2 separate regions of the Sus scrofa genome follow, and region 2 is linked to region 1. Evidence: chromatin contacts called from public Hi-C data. All regions are on one chromosome and are shown on one strand. Each heading gives the region's core, a stretch centred on a gene start, on an enhancer-like site or on the middle of the called end of the contact. The rest is flanking DNA. Distances are from core to core; before and after follow the strand shown.

Evidence for each region. A called contact is a pair of places that touch in the nucleus more often than the background predicts.
Region 2: a contact with region 1 is called in a Hi-C map of liver, with 4 times the contacts expected there. The contact joins the enhancer-like site here to the promoter of CCDC71L in region 1. A contact is called at or near these places in 1 of 5 promoter capture datasets (liver), 11 of 47 Hi-C or Micro-C datasets (adipocytes, embryonic fibroblasts, fetal liver and 6 more) and 1 of 2 datasets of contacts at active chromatin or transcription factors (alveolar macrophages).

The regions. Positions count from the first base shown.
Region 1 is chr9:106,543,044-106,547,748 of Sscrofa11.1, forward strand. It overlaps CCDC71L (coiled-coil domain-containing protein 71L), which reads right to left and starts at 2,281. Exons shown (of 1, transcript XM_021063516.1): 1 at 1-2,281. The coding sequence starts at 2,010. The coding sequence ends at 1,297. The region is part of intron 2 of LOC102163285 (a long non-coding RNA gene); the gene reads right to left.
Region 2 is chr9:106,622,381-106,627,085 of Sscrofa11.1, forward strand. It overlaps LOC102163285 (a long non-coding RNA gene), which reads right to left. Exons shown (of 3, transcript XR_002335907.1): 2 at 3,862-3,951. Among named protein-coding and RNA genes, the nearest start is that of CCDC71L, 79 kb to the left of the region's middle. Within about 2 kb of position 2,126, at least 3 of the 83 cell types and tissues checked have an H3K27ac peak or open chromatin away from gene starts, as enhancers often do. A contact at or near this core is called in fetal liver and liver, where this site is marked.

The sequences.
Region 1 (4,705 bases), core at 1,031-3,530:
ACCGGTAACTACAAACATAATTACAAATGGAATTAAGATTTTTTAAAAAGTTAACTCATGGAGCAAAAGTCAACTAATTGTCATAATGTTTATAAGAATAATGGATATTATTCTGGGCATTTCTTGCTATCCAACAACAGAAAGTAAAGAAAGAGATCTATTTTGCCCAAAGTAACTTCAACCAGTTATTTGATACCAAGAAATGCCCCCACCCCTCTAGATGACTAATAGTTCTGAGAATTCTAATGGGTATTCTGTTTATCATTTTAATCACAAAGTTTGAACACATTTATTTCTTCTCTGCTATTTGCAATTTAAAATAGGTTATCCTTCAACTATTCCTGGATTTGTATGTTAGACCAGTACAATGAAGCCAAATCATTTCCAATAGGATTCCATCCATCTCTTTAACCAACACCAGTTCTTTATAACTAATTTTTCTTTATCACAAGCCATGTGGTTTCAATGCACTTTAATTTTTATTTAATTAAAAAGAATCTTAACAAGTCAGCTTTTCCTAAACAGAACTTCATATGAGTTTATACCATTTTATTTAGGAGCTCAGTAAATATAAACATTAAATTTCAATATAAAATCTTTAGGAACACCTCAAAAATGTTCAAACAGTTGTACTTTGCATCTCTTTGTTTGTAATCACTGAGCCCATGGAATTCAAAGCATACAAATCCTTGCACTATTACAGTCATAAGCTTGAATCTCTTAGAAAAATATCCTTGGTCAGAGCTTTGGAATCCGGTTAAAATTAGGAAACGAATGGGATTCAGAATACCCTGAGTACAAAACAGGTTCAATCTTTCGTCCAGAAAGAGGGGTGGCAGTTGCAAAGAAAAATGGGGTGGGGGGAGGATTTGGGGGGAAAGCAAGTAGATTCTGGCTTTATTACACAAACACGAAACCAAATTCCTTTGGAAAAATAACGACTTCTTCAGAGAACTTCCAGACCAGTGAGGTAGAGTCCAAAGGGAGAAAACGGATCTGCCCCTCCAGTCCTGGAGATGTCTCAGTCCGGGGTAAGGAAGCATAGGGCCCTCCCCTGCGGGTCCGGCTGTCTCCTCCTCCGCAGCCCGGGCGCCAGGAGGCAGCGGAGGGCACACCTGTCCCTGAGCCCCAGACGGCGGCGCCGCGAGGCCGGGAAAAGCATCCGGTGACTTCTTTGCCCGTAAAGTGCACGAGGGGACGGGGTCCTGGCCGGATCTGTAAACACTCGACTGACACTTGTCCATCCCTCCAGGCGGAAGCCCCGTCCCTGGCCGGGAAGCCGTCGCGGGCTGCGTTTCACGCCCGGGGCACGGGGAAGCGGCGGAGCCTCACCACGGGTTCCAGGTTCACTCGCAGGACTTGGCTTGCCCGGCGCCGCGCCGCCGCCAGGCTGCGCTCGCCCCACACGTCGCCGCCGACGCGAATGGTGGGAAAGGTGGTCAGCGTCGGGGTGGCCGCCCTCCAGATCTCCTCCAGGGTGCGGCCCCCGAAGCAGGGCCCGGGCGCCGCGGGCTTGGCAGGGCAGCTCTCCTCGGGGGCCGGCAGCGGCGACAGCGGCGGCGGTGGCGGGGGCTTCCTCCGGCGGGCGGCGGGCGCCCGGGCTCCGCGGCGCCTCCTCCTGGCCGCCGCACTCGGTGCTGGCCTGCGTGTCCGGCCGCGGGCAGCGGGGGGTCCCGGGGGGTCGGGGACCAGGGCCCGGCAGGAGGAGTAGCCGTAGACGTCCTTGCTGCGCAGGATATGCGGGGAGAACTGGTGCTTAAGGCTGCAGAGGAAGCTCCAGAGCTCCGCGTCCGAGCTCATGAACTCCGTGCTGCGGGGCATGAACAGCTTGAAGGCGTCGCCCAGCGCCTTGGTGCTGTCGGCCAGCGACAGTTGAGACCGCGAGTATACCACCTTCTCCTCCCGCGCCTCCAGCTCGGGCCCTGCTCCCGCCCTAAAGCCGCCGCCCCGGGCGGCCGCGGCCGGGGCTGCCGGGGGCCGGCGCCGCCGCCTCTTCACGCTGCGCCGCATCGGAGGCCGCTCGCGGCCGCCCGCGTTCGCCGGGTCGCGCCGCCGCCGTCGTCCCCGCCCGCGTTCGGCTCTGCGGCGGCGGCCGCCGCTGGCGCCTCCCCGGCCGGCGCGTCTCTCGTTACTTTTCTCGCCGCCTCCGCCCCTCCCCCTCCGAGGGCGGAGGACGCGGGTGAAGATCCTGCCGCCCGGTACAAGATGGCGGCCGGCGCCCACCCCTGGGCTTTGTCATTGGACGGCGCCTCGCCCCCCTGGTTTCTCTTTCTTCTCCTCTCTTGCCTCCTTTCGCCCTCTGCCTTTCTTTAAATGTGCCCGCCTCAGGCTCCTCCCACTGCAGCCCCGACTCCACCCATTGGGTGCTCTCAGAAGAGGGGCGGGGACTAATGGGGGAGAGGCCAGTTCCTGGAAGATGGTGCTGGAGTGGGTGATGGTGGTGGCCCTTGAACGCGAGTCAACAGTTGGGTGGTTATATGAGGTGGGGGCCCTTGACTAGAGTGAAGGGTGGACATCAGCTCCACCTTGGGGAGAGTCACTCTCAGAGTGAGTGGGTGTGCATTTGTGGATTGAGCTGGGGGGGTCTACCAGTCGGAAATAACAAAGGGAGACCTACCCAAAAGCTGTGGTTTTTATCAGAGAAAGGGAATTTGGGTCTAGGTGTAGAGGGAATGGGCCTTTCACAGTTCCATTCTAAACCTTCATTTGGCTCTTTTGCATGTTCATCAACTCTTCCCACTTTGGACCCAAGCAACACTAGCAATCCAGAATCAAGTAGGCAATATGGACAGTGTAAGTGGCATTGTCTCCCTCTAGACAATGGAACCATCTTCACATTTAAGAGATACTCCACTTAATAGGAAAACAAAGCCTCTTATAGCCATAGAACTAAACACTCTGCTCAAGTTGATCAAAGATCATTTACAACAAAGCCATTCTCCTTACAGAAAATACCATTTTTAAATACAGTTTTTTTCTAAATGAGTACACTTCACTTTTCATTTAGTTTTAATATGTCCCTCTGCAGCACCATCTCTATCATTGAGAAGGAATGCAGCATCACAATCAAAAAGGTTCTGTTGAAGGGAACATTAAGAAGCCATTAACTTTTGTATTTGAGAGGAGGGGATTACGAATGTTTGTAGAGTAGTGGGCAGTTTTTAGTCCTCTTTTCTATCCTCAATATTTAGTTCAGTGTCTGTCAGATAGTGGGCAGTCCACCTTGAGTTTATCAATGAAATACCACTGATAGTTTAAAATGATATGAGAAAGAAGGATATATTGAAATCACTAAGAACAAGGATAATTTTATAGTTTCTATTTTACACTGCAATTTTCTCCTAACTCCATTAAATTTTTAAGGTTAAAAAAAAATCTCCTAATGCTTAGAACTCTGAGGTAGGCATGCAAATTTTACCCTTCAGTGAGCATCATATTTTGCAGTGGAGAACTGATAACAGCAGAGCTTTGTGACTTGCACACAGCTGCTAATGGTTCCCTTGAATTTGAGCTGAAAGATACCTAGTTCAATCTCCTTATTTCACAGATGAGGAAATTTGGTCACACAGAGGTTCAGTAATACCAGTTCTTGATCAGGACTAAGTCTTTGGATTCCTAATCTAGTGATCTTTATATGTCACTGGAGGTTTTTCAAATTGTGCTGCTCAAACAGGTTCAATAGAAAATGCTTTATGCAAGAGTGGGGTGATCAAGGGACAGAGCTGTACCCCTCTATCTGCTTCCACTCCTCCCCAAATTGAACAGTTTTTTAATCTGTCCTATATTGGATTTACAGATGATGTTTTCTTTGAACCAGACTTTGTTTTCATTTCAAAAATTAAAAACATATATATTTTAAAAGTTGCTTCTCTACACCAGAGCACTCTCTCCACACAGTGGGTCTACAGCAAAAACAAAACTTCCTCCCAAGAGACCAGTTCTCAACCTACCAAAATCATGGTAATTCTCTGAAGAGAAAATCATTTTCCTAGGAAAGCATACCCTTATCTCAGAACAAGATTATGGAGCCAATTACCAGCTTCCTAAATCCTTATAAAGAAGTGATATTACAACAACTCTTTATGTCACAATTCGTTCTCTTGGTAATTCTGGGAACACATACTAACATGAAATTTGTATAACTTCCATTGGAATGCCCCTGCAAGATAGACGTAGAAAATCTCACAGAGTAAGCCAGCAGAATGGTAAGGGGACTTTGTAATAAAAGGGTAAAGTAAGGTTCTCATATTATTATTTCCTCCCTTCCATGTTAATCATATTATAAGTACTTAGAGTACATAAATATGGAAACACTTGGGGTCTTTCATCACATCAGTATATACCAGACATCTACACAGACAGAATTGATTTCAATTAAAAGGATAAATCTTTTTATAAGACTTTTTATGCTAAGAAGACATAAGATTTCAACAAATTGCAGAGTATTTGGCAATTCATTTTTATAATACATGCTCATTTAATTTACTTAAAACCAAACAATATCTTTATGGGATATTATTAGATATTAATATCACACCAAAGTGCTTAAATTATTATATAATTTAATATCTGGCATTGTTTGATTTCTCTATTCTTCTGCTTCTTATTTTTACATTTCTTCTTCATCGCTACCTTTTGATTAACTTACACAGTCTTACAAATGATTCTTATCCATTCTCTGTGAGTAAAATTTATACATGAAGAT
Region 2 (4,705 bases), core at 876-3,375, 79 kb after region 1:
AGAAATCTTAAAGTTCTCAGAAGATGTCACAGAAGTAGGTCAGGGAGAAACTCAAGAACTCAAATGTGTCAGTGCACTGAAGATTTTTAGATAGGCAATGATAAATGCTGTTTCAGAATCAAGACTTCTTGATGAGATACAGGCCTGGAATACAATGAAGAAAAATGGCTTGTTCAAAGGGAAAATGCTTCATTGAAGGGATAAGATAGTAATACAGTGTTCTATTCCAGGCAAGCGTTACATTTAAAAGAGAATGCATACATTCCTGTGGAAGTTCAAAATCTGAGAGGAGAAGCACTTAAGAGAGAATAAATCCTAGAGTTACCGCTGTAGTGCAGCGGATTAAGGATCCAAAGTTGTCTCCACAGCTGTGAGGCTGTCATCCTTGGCCTGGCACAGCAGGTTAAGGATCCAGCGTTGCCACAACCATGGCGCAGGTCACAGCTGCAGCTGGGATTTGATCCCTCACCTAAGAACTTCCATATGCTGTGGGTGCAGCCAAAAAGAGAGAGAGAGAATAAACCCTGAAATAAAAATATCATCTTTAAGGGACCATAATGTAGATACCCAGGCAAATGAAAGAAATTCGGTTTAAAAAGGCTGACTAGCATTTGTCGGAACTTTATAATTGAAAATGTGTTTTCTCACATTTTCTTTCACTTCTTATACCCTCACAGGAATCCTATCAGATGGGGCATGTGTTATCACCATTCTTCAGAAATTCTGTGTGATTGACTGACCATTTTCAAATCACACAATGCCTGTGCGGTGAGACCCAAGGCTTGAACAGGCGTCTTCTGACTCTAAAGTCTATGTTCTCACTACCTCACCATGCTGGCTTCTAGTACCCACAGCAAAATGACTAAAGCACTGGCCATCTGGACTCTGTTGGATCCTATTCTGTAAACAGCATCATTAACTTCCTACCATCCCCATCAGACATTATCACAACCTGGGTGGCTGAAAGCAAGAGAAACTGATTGTCTTGCGGTTTGGCAGCGAGAAGTCTGACATCAAGGTGCCAGCGTAGCCATGCTCCCTCTGAAGCCTCTAGGGAAGAATCCTAGTCTCTTCCCAGATTCCATGTTTGCTGGCAATCCCTGGCATTCTTTGGCTTTAAACACATTACTCCCATCTCTGTCTCCATCTCCACATGGTGTTCTGCCTGTGTCTAAATTTCCCTCTTCGTAAAGGGACACCAACCATATTGAATTCAGCCTCACCCCACCCTAATCCATTATGACTTCATCTGAACTCGGTTATATCTGCAAAGGTCCCATTTCTAAATAAAGTCACATCCTCAGGTTCCAGGAAATCATAAATTTGGGGAGACACAGTCAAGCCAGTACACAGCAGCATAGATGACTTGTTCTTGGCTTGTATGGCTGACAATACTTCCCTATAAAGGAAAGGAAGAATGCTTTTAAGATATCTCTTCTGGGGAGTTATCCTGTGGCACAGGGCATTAAGGATCTGCTGTTGTCACTGCAGCGACTCGGGTTGCTGCTGTGGCACAGGGTCAGTCCCTGGCCCAGGAACTTTCATAGGCTGTGGGCACAGCCAGAAAAAAAAAAAAAAAAAAGGAAAACGAAAAACTTCTGAATTCCAATTTGAGCAACAAGAAAGAATGAGGCATCAAATGTAGAAACAAGGAAGCATTGGAAGAAAATGGCCTTGATTTTTCACTATAGTGAAAAAGGTAATGGTCTGAGAAAGGGGGCTTCAGAAAAGATAAGTAAAACAGTGCCCGAAGGACTATATTTACAAGAGGAATGTAGACTTTAAAAATGGGACTTCTTTAAAAAAAAAGAATATGTGTATATATATATATATATATATATATATATATATATATATGTATGACTAGGTCACTTTGCTGTACAGCAGAAATGGGCACAACACTGTAAAATGACTATACTTTAATAAAAATTGTTAAAACTTATTACACTGGCATTCCTTTAGCATTATTCAAAATGGATACTGTTGAAGAGAAATATGCTGCCTAGAAAGAAAATCTAATAAGGATCCATGGTCTCTCATAACTGACTGTAAATGATGTTCTGAGCTTGAACTGGAAAAATAAACAACACATAGTAGAGAGGTGGCCTTTGAACAGACAGCTCTCATAGAGGAACTGAAAAAAAGCATTGGATCTGGAATCACAAGACTTCAAGTTCCTATGGCCCAGAGGGTTCTCTGATGAGTTCAAAGAGATATATAGGGGTCAACAGGGTCATGGATTTGATAAAAGAAAGAAAAAAACTCTTTAGAGTACATAATATGAGAAAGTAAAGGGTCAAAATAAACTTGGACTGAGATAAACACTGAAGACAACAAGAAAGCTGTTTTTCTTTTTAATCTCTGTAGCCAGGAAAAGGTGAGAGAAGGAATAGCTATGCTCTATCTCAGGCAACATAAACTTAACAGATAGTAACACAACTAAAGAACTATTCAATTTTCTGCTTTATCGATTTTCTGCATAATCTCCCTCATGGAGAATGAACATCAGTTGTAGAACAAACTTTACTAAGAGAAAATTAAAATGTACAAAAGAAAAATAGATAGTAAAAGAGTCCCCATCCATTCCAAATGAGTGGAATTGGAATTAAAACTTCAGTTAATAACAAAGTCTAGCCCAAAGTATGGAAAGAATTTGCCAGTGAGATCAGACAACTGCCATGGAGAATGAAGACTATAAGAGATGCCCAGTGGCTAGAAAATGTTTCTACTCCCAAAAGGGCAAAAGGGTAAGTTTTATACACAAATTAGTGAGCCTTGTGCAGATTCCAAGCAAAGCTCTAGAATAGATGATTTGTAACTAATACATTGAAAGGAATGAGTATGAATTTGCTCAGAACAAGTCATGTCAATTTAATCTTATTTCCTTTTTAAGATTGGGTTGCCCGAGTGTCAGAGGAAGGCAGGTGCACAGAATGTTCAGGTTTTACCTTACGATTTGCCAGCTCTCATGGTGTGCTCGCCTTATTGTTAAATTGGAGAAATACAGGGCAGGGGTTAAGAAGATGGCTGAATGGATTACTTCACAGTTAGGACACCAGTATCACCAAAAGATGTCATTCAAAGGCTTGGCTTCAACCTTAAGCAGCAACGCCAAGAATTCCTGATTTGCTGACTTCTGTTCAATATAGTAGTTGGAGACCAAAGAATGCAGGCTTATGAATATTTGCATGACAAAAAAACTGGTAGAGTTAAAATATCAGGAGATAATTCAAAAATCTCTTTCTTAAAAAATAAATTTTATTGGAGTATAGTTGACTTAGAAAGTTGTGTTCAAAAATATATCATTATGTAGAAACCAGGACCCAAACAAAGGAGATCTAAGGTATTTGGAAACAATGTAAGGCCCTGCGCTTAAGCCAAAAAAATGAAGAGAATAATATCAACAGCTAACATTTATTGAACTCTTACATGAATTATATCTTCACATGCATTATATTTGTTTAACCTTACAATAACCATATTATAGTTAGAATAATTATAATCATTATAGTCTACAGAAGTCAATGTTCAGAGAAGCTAAATAACTTTTGCAAATTATGCAGTTAGTAAGTAGAAGAGCCAGGTCTCAAATCCAGGTCTGTCTAACCCCAGAGTTTGTGACCCATTTTGCTATTCTCATCAATGCAGGAATGGAGGACAAGTGGCATAGACTTTTTTGAGTTTTAAGTGAAAACACCTAGACAAAGAGCACCTAATATTGCGTGGGAGCCACTCAACAGAGTTATCTTCTTTTTCTCCATAATATTATGATAGTTCAAGGCAAATATTGTAGGAATTGATGACATTATGTAGTTCAAAATGAAAAACTAGGACTATCATTTAAAAATTACACATACATACCCAGGTACAAATGGGTCAAAGCAGTGCTACTCGAAATGTGATCCACAGACTGGCATCCATGCACAAACTTCATTTCTGACCTGTCAAGAGCTGAATAATTAAATCAGCATTGAGAACCATTTGTAGCAATTTGAAGTTGTCATACACAACATTCAAGTGTCTGACCATTATCTGAGGAATTTTTTTCCTATATTTTACAAAAGTTTTTATCCTCCACTGACTGAAAATTTATTTATTTATTTATTTATTTATTTATTTATTTATAGGGCTGCACCTGGGGCCTATGACGGTTCCCAAGCTAGGGGTCCAATCAGAGCTGTAGCCGCTGGCCTATGCAATGCCAGATCCAAGCCTCATCTGTGACTTATACCACAGCTCACAGCAATGCCAGATTCTTAACCCACTGAGCGAGGCCAGGGATCCAACCTGCAACCTCGTGGTTCTTAGTCAGATTCATTTCCGCGGTGCCAGGACAGGAACTCCCATGATTGAAAAGTTAAAAAAGAAATTTCCTTTATGCCCAAGTGTTTGAGAAGCTCTGTTTATTAATAAATCTCACATAACAAGAAAAACAAATTAGAAGTTCCTGTTGTGGCAGAGCGGAAACGAATCAAACTAGTGTCCATGAGGATGCAGGTTCTATCTCTGGCCTCGCTCAGTGGGTTGGGGATCCAGTGTTGTAGTGAGCTGTGGTGTATGTCGCAGATGTGGCTCAGATCCAGCGTTGCTGTGTCTGTGGTTTAGACCGGCAGCTGTAGCTCCAATTAGACCCCGAGCCTGGGAACTTCCATATGCCACAGGTGCAGTTTTAAAAAGCAAAAAGAGAGAGAGAGAAAGAGAGAAA